2 separate regions of the Sus scrofa genome follow, and region 2 is linked to region 1. The links are chromatin contacts, called in public Hi-C maps. All regions are on one chromosome and are shown on one strand. The core of a region is the stretch at or near the end of the contact, and the rest is flanking DNA. Distances in the headings are between cores, read along the strand shown. Region 1 holds the start of PDIA3 (protein disulfide isomerase family A member 3). Region 2 holds the start of TP53BP1 (tumor suppressor p53-binding protein 1).

Region 1 (4,148 bases), core at 1,053-3,552:
TTCAAATATGCAAAATGATCATTTTAAAGGAGAAATGACTCCCACCCCTTCATCCAATGTCAGTTCTCACCTATTTCAACCATCAGTACAATCGTGTTCAAAAAGATGAGGAAGATGATGAAGTTTGTGAAGAGAGGACCTGTTTTCTCTTAAGAAAACATACAGAATAGAGTTCTTTTTGATATACACAGGCCACATGATTAGGGCAAGAATAAAACCAGTGAGAATGAGAAGAAAATGGAGTTTGAGAAGGGAAAAATTAGTCAAATTAGGCAGATGATGAGGCAAGAGAGACAGTAAAGGCATGGATTAAAAATGAGAGGCATGAAAGGATACACTCAAGAACCCATCCAGCCCACAAGGAAAGAGGGGGCCTCTGGCTACAGCGCACTCGAAGGGTACTCATCAGCCTCTGGCCATGTGTGATCCGTCCTACGTGACAAGGCTTTATGGAGAAGCGCACAAGCTGGTGTTGATCTCCCAACATGAGTTTCTTCTGACGGGAAGGATCTACACCAAAAATTTAAAAAAAGGGTGGGGAGAAGACATTGGATAAATATAATAAAGAGTAGTCTTTGGGAGTATGAAGAGCTGCTGGTAGGATTGAGGGCAGGAATGCTGGTTACATAATGGGGCCCCAGTGCAGGGGCTTACCTTGCTGCTCCCTCATACAGCAACTGATATTAGTTTGGAGTAAGAACTAACCTATCTCTTAGGACTAACACTGTCCATGACCAAGAACAAAGGCCATAGGTTCAACCTAAGTGTCTTTGGTAAAAATCTCCTAGTTAGCCAGGGTTGGTAGTTATTCTAAGCCTAAAAGTGAATGACATGGGTTCTATCTCCTGTATTCAGAGTTTTATTTATAAACACTTTGATTTATCAAGCTTGGTATATGAGTTCCCTGTGGCTCAGTGGGTTAAGGATCCAGCATTGTTACTGCAATGGCTCGGATGGTTGCTGTGACGAGGGTTGGATCCCTGGCCCAGGAACTTCCAGATGCCAAGAGTTTGGCCAAAAAAAAGTTTGGTGTAACTTCCAAACTAGCAGCCAAACCAATCTCCCCTGAATTTTCCACCTTTAAAATTCTCCCTCTGCTTCCTACTCATTGGTGGTGTGAACAGGAGACTTAAATTCATCCTAGGGAAGAAAGAGGCTGCTGACCAAGTATCTCTCGGATGGTGTGCCGTGGCACAGCTTGGCTCAAGCCTTGCAGGTGCTCGATGAGAGAGAAAGTATCAATCAGACGGGAACGAATGGCATCAGCTCGGGGCAGTTGCATGTGTCCTGTTGGGCCGTAAGTGGCCATGTCTGTTAAGAACATGAAAGAATCGAGTGTTATTTCATTTCAAGCTGGAGTTGCACCACAGCTTAGAGGTTCTCTTTCCCTCCTCCCAACCTCTTTGCCCTTAAGAAGACAAATGTTATATACCTAGACGCAAGGCTTTCTGAAACAAAAGGAGTCATAACAGAGAATCTGCGCAGTTGACTACATGGACAGGTACCTTTACTTGTGTGACAGCATTTCTAGTTAAAAGCAGCAGCCAACAAAGAGCAGGAGTCCTGAGCTGGACAAAGAGGAATTCCGGCACCACCTGGACCTGAGGGAATCGGGTCATGAATGCAATGATGGGAGGAATGGGAGGGCTTAGGACTGCCCGCTATGAAAAACCAAGTTAAGAGGAATTGGACAAAATGCAACAGCCTGACATTTTGAAAAGGTATCCCGTCCCGAGTATCCACTCCAACTTGCTGCCTCAGGCGCCAGCTCCTTCTCTCAGTTCCCGATTCTGGGCCTCACCTCAGGCCGGGCTCTCTTCCGCTCACTCAGCCCTGAGTTCGCTATCCCAGTCTCCGGCTCTGGCACCCCCCCTGAGCTCTGCTCTCCCCACGCGGGACGAGCTCAAGGTCGGTTCCTAGCCTCGCTGCGCCCCACGCCCAGCTCCGCCCGGTCCCGCCCTCTCCCGGGGTTCCGGCTCGCCCCCGGCCCACCCGGAACACCAGCCCCCAGCCCGGGCCCCCTCCCAGCCCAGCTCGCCAGGCGCTTGCCGCCTCAGCCCCGCCCCGCGCTTCGACCACTCGGCGGTTACCAGCTGGTCCCGCCCGCCCGACGCAGGCGCCGCGCAGCCAATCAGCGGCTGCCACACTGCGGCCCAGCCGGGCTGGGGGGTTGGGACCTCCGGCTGCAGGTCCGCCTGGGTCAGACGCGCGAGCTGAGGCAGAGGGTGAGTGGTCGCCGGCACGGCCTCCGCAGTCCCCGCCGAACCCTGACCCTCCTGGCCGCCCCCGCCTCAGCTGGTCGCCATGCGCCTCTGCCGCCTAGCGCTGTTCCCGGGCGTGGCGCTTCTTCTCGCCGCCGCCCGCCTCGCCGCTGCCTCCGACGTGCTGGAACTCACCGACGACAACTTCGAGAGTCGCATCTCCGACACGGGCTCTGCGGGGCTCATGCTCGTGGAGTTCTTTGCCCCCTGGTGAGGCCACTTAACCGGGGCGGGAGAGGGAGGGCCGGGCTGAGCCGGAGCGAGGGCGCGGGAACGGTTAGGCCTACGCAGCGCCGGCTCCCTCCATCATCGCCGCGATCCCGGCAGCAGCCCGCAGATTTTCCACCTACGGGGAACCGAGCTGCCTCACCGAGAGCGGAGGAGTCGGTGCTGATGGCCTGGAAGCGAGACCGGAGAGGGAAAACGCGAGGCCCCTCTCCCGCAGGGCCACATCCTTACCTCGGTGCTCTTGTGGCACTTCCTATTGCAGAGGGTTTAACCACCATACCACACCACCCCCGCCCGCCGCCTTTCCCCGCTTCGTTTCGTATCTTTACAGTTTTCTGGGTGAGTCAGTGTTGCTGTTTGCCATTCATTAGACGAGCATCGCAAGGCCTTATATTGGAAGTCAGCGTTTCACCAAGTGCAGAAGCCCTGGGCCCCCACGGTACTTCCTTTCTTGCCCCACGCAGCCATTGGTTTCTAGCCAAGGTCACTCAGTGGCTGCAGAATGGTCATAAGTGCTTTCTTGAGGCAGGCAGTTATTTTGTCCATCACATGGTGCGCTTTCACCATTAAGCCCATCACTTCTCAACATTAGCAGAATTTTGTTAAAAAAAGAGTAAATAAACAGAGTAATTCTGTTAGAATCTGTCTAAATGGTCACTTTTAGTTAGGATTTCTAAAAAATGCCAAAGACCCCAGTGAGAAGGTAGTGTTGGTGAAATACTCCACTTGAGTGATATAACTGAACAAGAATGTAAATTCTTTTGGATAAAACTAAATGGAAATAAAAAGCTGGTGGGTGGGGGTGGGGAGAGACCAAATAGGATTTCTGGCCCAGTAAACCAGCACTCTGGTGGTGGTGTGGTGTTTTTTTTTTCCCCCAAAAAAATCTTTACCAGATTATCTTTACGATGATTATCTTAACACTGGGGACAACTCAGTATAAGCACACTAATTGTAGTACTTGATTTTTCTTCTGCGACAATGACCCTAAATTAAAAATTATGTGTATTCAAAAGTTACAGCAAAAGAATATTAGGTAACTTTCACTTGCTTCTGATTCTCATCTTCATTCTGCAAGGGTTCAGCTGACTTGAGGGTTACACTAGAAGTCCTGTAATGAAGACCACCTGAACCAGAAGGCTGTGTTTAGAGGCAACACATTTTGTTTCCAGCTGGTGGCAGTTTATTCATCCGGGGCTGTTCTGTGGCTGACTGGCGGTACTGATTACACATCATAGGTGGTTTTTTTTGTTTGTTTTTTGGGTTGTTTTTTTTTTTTTTGTCTTTTTTTTTTTTTGCTATTTCTTGGGCCGCTCCAGCGGCATATGGAGGTTCCCACGCTGGGGGTCCAATCGGAGCTGTAGCCACTAGCCTATGCCAGAGCCACAGCAACTCGGGATCCGAGCCGCGTCTGCAGCCTACACCACCTACAACACGGCAACGCCGGATCATTAACCCACTGAGCAAGGGCAGGGACCGAACCTGCAACCTCATGGTTCCTAGTCTGATTTGTTAACCACTGCGCCACGACGGGAACTCCCATAGGTGGTTTTTATACATCTATAGAATTCACATTCTTTTGGAAACAACTCTTCCCAATCATATTACCACACTATTAACTCTCAGGGGGTGTCACTGTGATTAAAATGGCGCTCTATG
Region 2 (4,178 bases), core at 1,229-3,728, 140 kb before region 1:
TTCAAACTAACATTGTTCTAACTACCTCCCTTTTCTACTCCTCCACCCCAAGACTCCTACATCCTACTTTTAGGAGAACTGGGCATTGAATGGTAAAACAGAAAGAGAGGCACTTGAGTAAGAACTCAAAGTCCAGGTCTGTCACTTACTAGTAATGTATTCTAGAGCAAGTTTTTTTAACGTCTTTGCCTCTCTCTATGTCAGGAAGTTCTGTGATGAGTTCATTGTACAGCTGCTTTAAGGATGAAATTAAATGGCACCATACATTAAACATCCGATCTCGTGCCTAACACAGAGGATAATAAACTCAATAAATGAACGATGCAAAGATATACAGAAGACAAAGCAAAAACTGAAAACTATTTAGGTAAGAATTATGCATTCTGGGCTTAAAATTGCTAAGATTCTTTGGTTGGTAGGAAGAAACAATGCCTGTTTTGATAATATACCTACCTTTTTTTTTTTTTTTTTTTTTTTACTATTTTTTCTACTAATAAGTCAATTCTATGCTGAGAATGAGGAGTGCTTATTTTGTTTCACATGCACAAGACAGGTCACAATTTCAATAACGTAGGTGTAAGAATGTTACCACCTTCAGAAAAAAGGAGTCCAGCCTTCAGTACCAATAGAACACTAGCTAAAAAATCCTCAAATCCTACTCCCTAATTCACAAAAATAAGATTAATTCCTTTATCCTTGGGATGAGATAAAACAATTAATCCACTAATAAATTTAAATAAATTCCTTCAAACAGTAGTATACCTGCTTGTCCTATTTGGCTGAGGTAACTGTTCAATGACCTGACTGATGGAACCACATGTGTCCAAATGAGAAGAATCCATGGAGTCTGAAAAAAATAATTGGATATTAGCACAAAAGACATTTACCACCAACTTTTTTTTCTTTTCGGCCACCCCAAAGCATATGGAGTTCCTGGACCAGGGATCAGATCCCAGCCACAGTTTGTGACCTTCACCACAGCTATGGCAATCCCAGATACTTAACCCACTATGTGGGGGCAGGGATCAAACCTGCACCCTGGTGCAGCAGAGACACATCCAATCTTGCTGCACCACAGCAGGAACACCTACCACCAAACTTTTGATATATATTCAGGAATGTAGACCTAATCAGTCTACATTAGAAAACCAACCTTGTGAGTGCCTACTATGCACCAGATACTGTGCTAGACTTTCTTACATACATTCACCACAGCCCCATAATGTTTGAATCCACCCACTTCTAACAAGAGCACCCTTGCAAAAGGGACCTCACCTGCAGCTTTGTTTTCTTTCAGACATTCATTGAAACTACTATTATCGTCTCCTTGTTCTTCTCCACCTGTCTGTTCAGTATTGGACACAACATCCTAGAAAATTATACAAACATAATATACTCACTCTATATGGAATAATCTAAAAGGCAACATATTGCTGTGAACATGTTGGTTTCATTTTTTCCAATCAACTTTATCCAAAAGATGGTGAGATTTCCTAAGTATTTATGTTTGCAGGTTGATCTAGACTAGGAAAAAAAAATCTACTCAATCATTTCCAAGCAACCTATCACTCACCAACACAGGGTTCTCTTTGTGTGTCTGTAGATTGGGAAGGTGTCGAGACAGCATACTGAAGTGAGAACCAGAATCATCTTCTAGAACCTGGCTTTCAGGCTGAGAATCTTCAATTATCAGGCAAGGTGTGTCTTGCTGAGAGAAATCTGAATCCAACTGACTTCCAGTAGGGTCCATCTGCTCCCCTGGAATGGAACAACAAAAGATCAGTTCTGTGCTACCTACACTCCTTCCTCACGGAGTCCGAGCTTAAATAATGACGCGGAAGTACAAGAGCTGGAAAAGGGGACCGGTGTAGGACTCTTCTAATTGGAACATTATAATCGCTGCAAGCACTTTCCTATATACCTCCCAATGACCGATTTCCTAGCTATTTACAGTGAGCCTGCCTATCCTTCTTTCCCCCTTCCCTCACCTTCCCGTAGACACCCTTTCCCCTCCTTCCTAACCTCTTCTCTCTCCGCCCCTTTTTCCATCCCCCACAACTCTCCCTTCGTCCTTCTGGCGCCTCAACCGCCCCCCAAAAGGCTGCTTTGTAATCTTTGTTCGTCTGACCCCCACAGCTCTTCACGTTTCCTCACGACCACCCAGCCTTACTAGCTTGTGGTTCCCCACCCCCTCACCAGGGCCCTCCAACCCTTTCCCCGTCACAGCCGCCATGCTTGCCACCCCGCCCCCTCCGGTCAGCCATCCCTTCAGACCCGAAACCCAAGCTCCCATAGCCGACTACGCCCCCACTTTTCTCCAAACGGTACCAGGCATCCCGGCGGGAGGTCCCTCACGCTCGTGCTAGAGATCTCCACACGCTCCCCAGGCCCCTCCAGCTCGATCCCCAGGTCGCCGCTGTCTCCACCGCCGCCACCGGCCACGAACTCCCCCTTTCCCGTCGCGTCACGCGGGATCGGCTCACCCATTCGCTGATGCTGCCCGCCACTCAAGAAAGCCTGCGGATGATTGGTGGCTGAGGCGGAGTGCCCCGCCCCACGTAGGAAAAAGGAACACGGCGGCGTGTTTCCATGGCAGCCTGGACTTTGCAGGCCCTCCCTCTAGTAAGCCACAAATGACAGTATCCTTGAACTGAAGGGACCTTGAAGAGGGCATGAAATATAATGCCCTGCCCCCGGGACGGTTGTTTGTACCACTACTCAGACGTAGGAGAAAATTCCTATTTTCTATCGTTCATGCACCTTAAGGCCCCCATGTCATCCTCTTCTGTTGAAAAAGGGTTTCCCGGCTTTCTGATTAAAAGGGCGAAGAAGATCCAGAATGGCTAGAATTTCATAGCTGGTGAAACTGAAGAGAGAGAAGACTCTTTGGGGTTTACCTGTGTCAACAGGATCCCTTTTGTAGGCCTCTACCTGAATTCAAGGGCTTCACATTACGTCTCTGCCAGTTCTTTTTATTATTTTTTTTTGGGGGGGGGATTGGATTTGCATTGTCTGAGGGTCCTGGTAAACCGTATTTTTTCCCATTGTCTTTCCAGTCTGGAACGTAGTTCAAGCTTCACATTTGCTTATGGTTGACCTATCTTTTATGGAATTGCAGCCTACAGAGACCATAGCCCCGGATATTTTTTGCACCTCTGATTGAGACAATTGAGCACAGTGGCTGCCAGACTCAGTGGTGAAGAGAACAGCTGCCGCCCCGCTAACTACACGACCTCAATGATCCCTGCAAGCCCTGAGAGTCTATTATCCTAATTATCTTGCCAGGGTCTTATAGAGGGCGTGGCAGCTGTGACTCGTATTAATGAATGAGGCCCCATGAGGAATATGGTCGTTTTTTAGTTTTGTTTTTGCTTTTTAATTTAAGGGGTGGATGGATCTAGGATGGAATTCTAGCCAGAGCAGCTGTCAATAGGGAAAGCACCTACCACACTGCCAAGCATATACATAGTAAGCATTCAATAGAAGGTAGTTTCTTCTCTCTACCCCAAGATCAAAATGACTTAGGCACAGCCCAACCATGATTTTCCAATTATATAAATATCCAATTCAACACTTGATACAGGCTAAGCTGAAGTGAAGCTTCCTACCAATCTTCTCCCTGCTGTTACAAATTATACTGATCATTTTCCAACCAAAAATCAAAGCATGTCATCTGAGTATATGTTACTTATGGGAACAAAAGGACAGACTCTTTGAAATGAAACTGTCCTGAAAAATCTACAATCTACTGTTGCTATAACTAGAATATAATTAGGGTCCCCGGAATGTATTATTAGTGGATCAAAAATTGGAACAGAGCACCCAGAGACACACTCCACTTCTTACTCTTGAAATCATTTGTAATTGATATCTCTCTCCTTCACTCCTAATGCTGCAGAAGACCAGTGATCAAATAATTTAATCCTAAAAGGACCAGGTTAGGTCAATATTAACTATACCAGGTAGAAAAAGTGAATTCATCTGCTCTATTTGAGAGGGCATAAACAACTAAGTCCTGTTGTAGGCAAATCTTGACCTATATTCTCATAAAAATTCTTCAAAAATCACTGTGTTTGCTCTTCTCTGTCCTGCCATTGCATTTCCCATTTCCAAGCAAGACATAAATGAGTAGACTTTCTTGATTATTTGACAAACAACTATATGTGTTTGTCAAAACT

What was found. Hi-C and Micro-C count contacts between places; a contact is called where the count stands out from the background.
Region 2: a Hi-C map of heart right ventricle shows a contact between it and region 1, with 1.7 times the contacts expected there. The contact joins the promoter of TP53BP1 here to the promoter of PDIA3 in region 1. A contact is called at or near these places in 2 of 47 Hi-C or Micro-C datasets (embryonic fibroblasts and heart right ventricle).

The regions. Positions count from the first base shown.
Region 1 is chr1:127,812,250-127,816,397 of Sscrofa11.1, reverse strand. It overlaps PDIA3 (protein disulfide isomerase family A member 3), which reads left to right and starts at 2,302. Exons shown (of 14, transcript NM_001195112.1): 1 at 2,302-2,471. The coding sequence starts at 2,305. CATSPER2 (cation channel sperm associated 2) reads right to left here and starts at 1,836. Exons shown (of 13, transcript NM_001244270.1): 1 at 1,506-1,836; 2 at 1,165-1,311; 3 at 337-510; 4 at 71-139. The coding sequence starts at 1,309.
Region 2 is chr1:127,956,800-127,960,977 of Sscrofa11.1, reverse strand. TP53BP1 (tumor suppressor p53-binding protein 1) reads right to left here and starts at 2,478. Exons shown (of 26, transcript XM_021096946.1): 1 at 2,329-2,478; 2 at 1,574-1,758; 3 at 1,276-1,369; 4 at 763-847. The coding sequence starts at 2,335.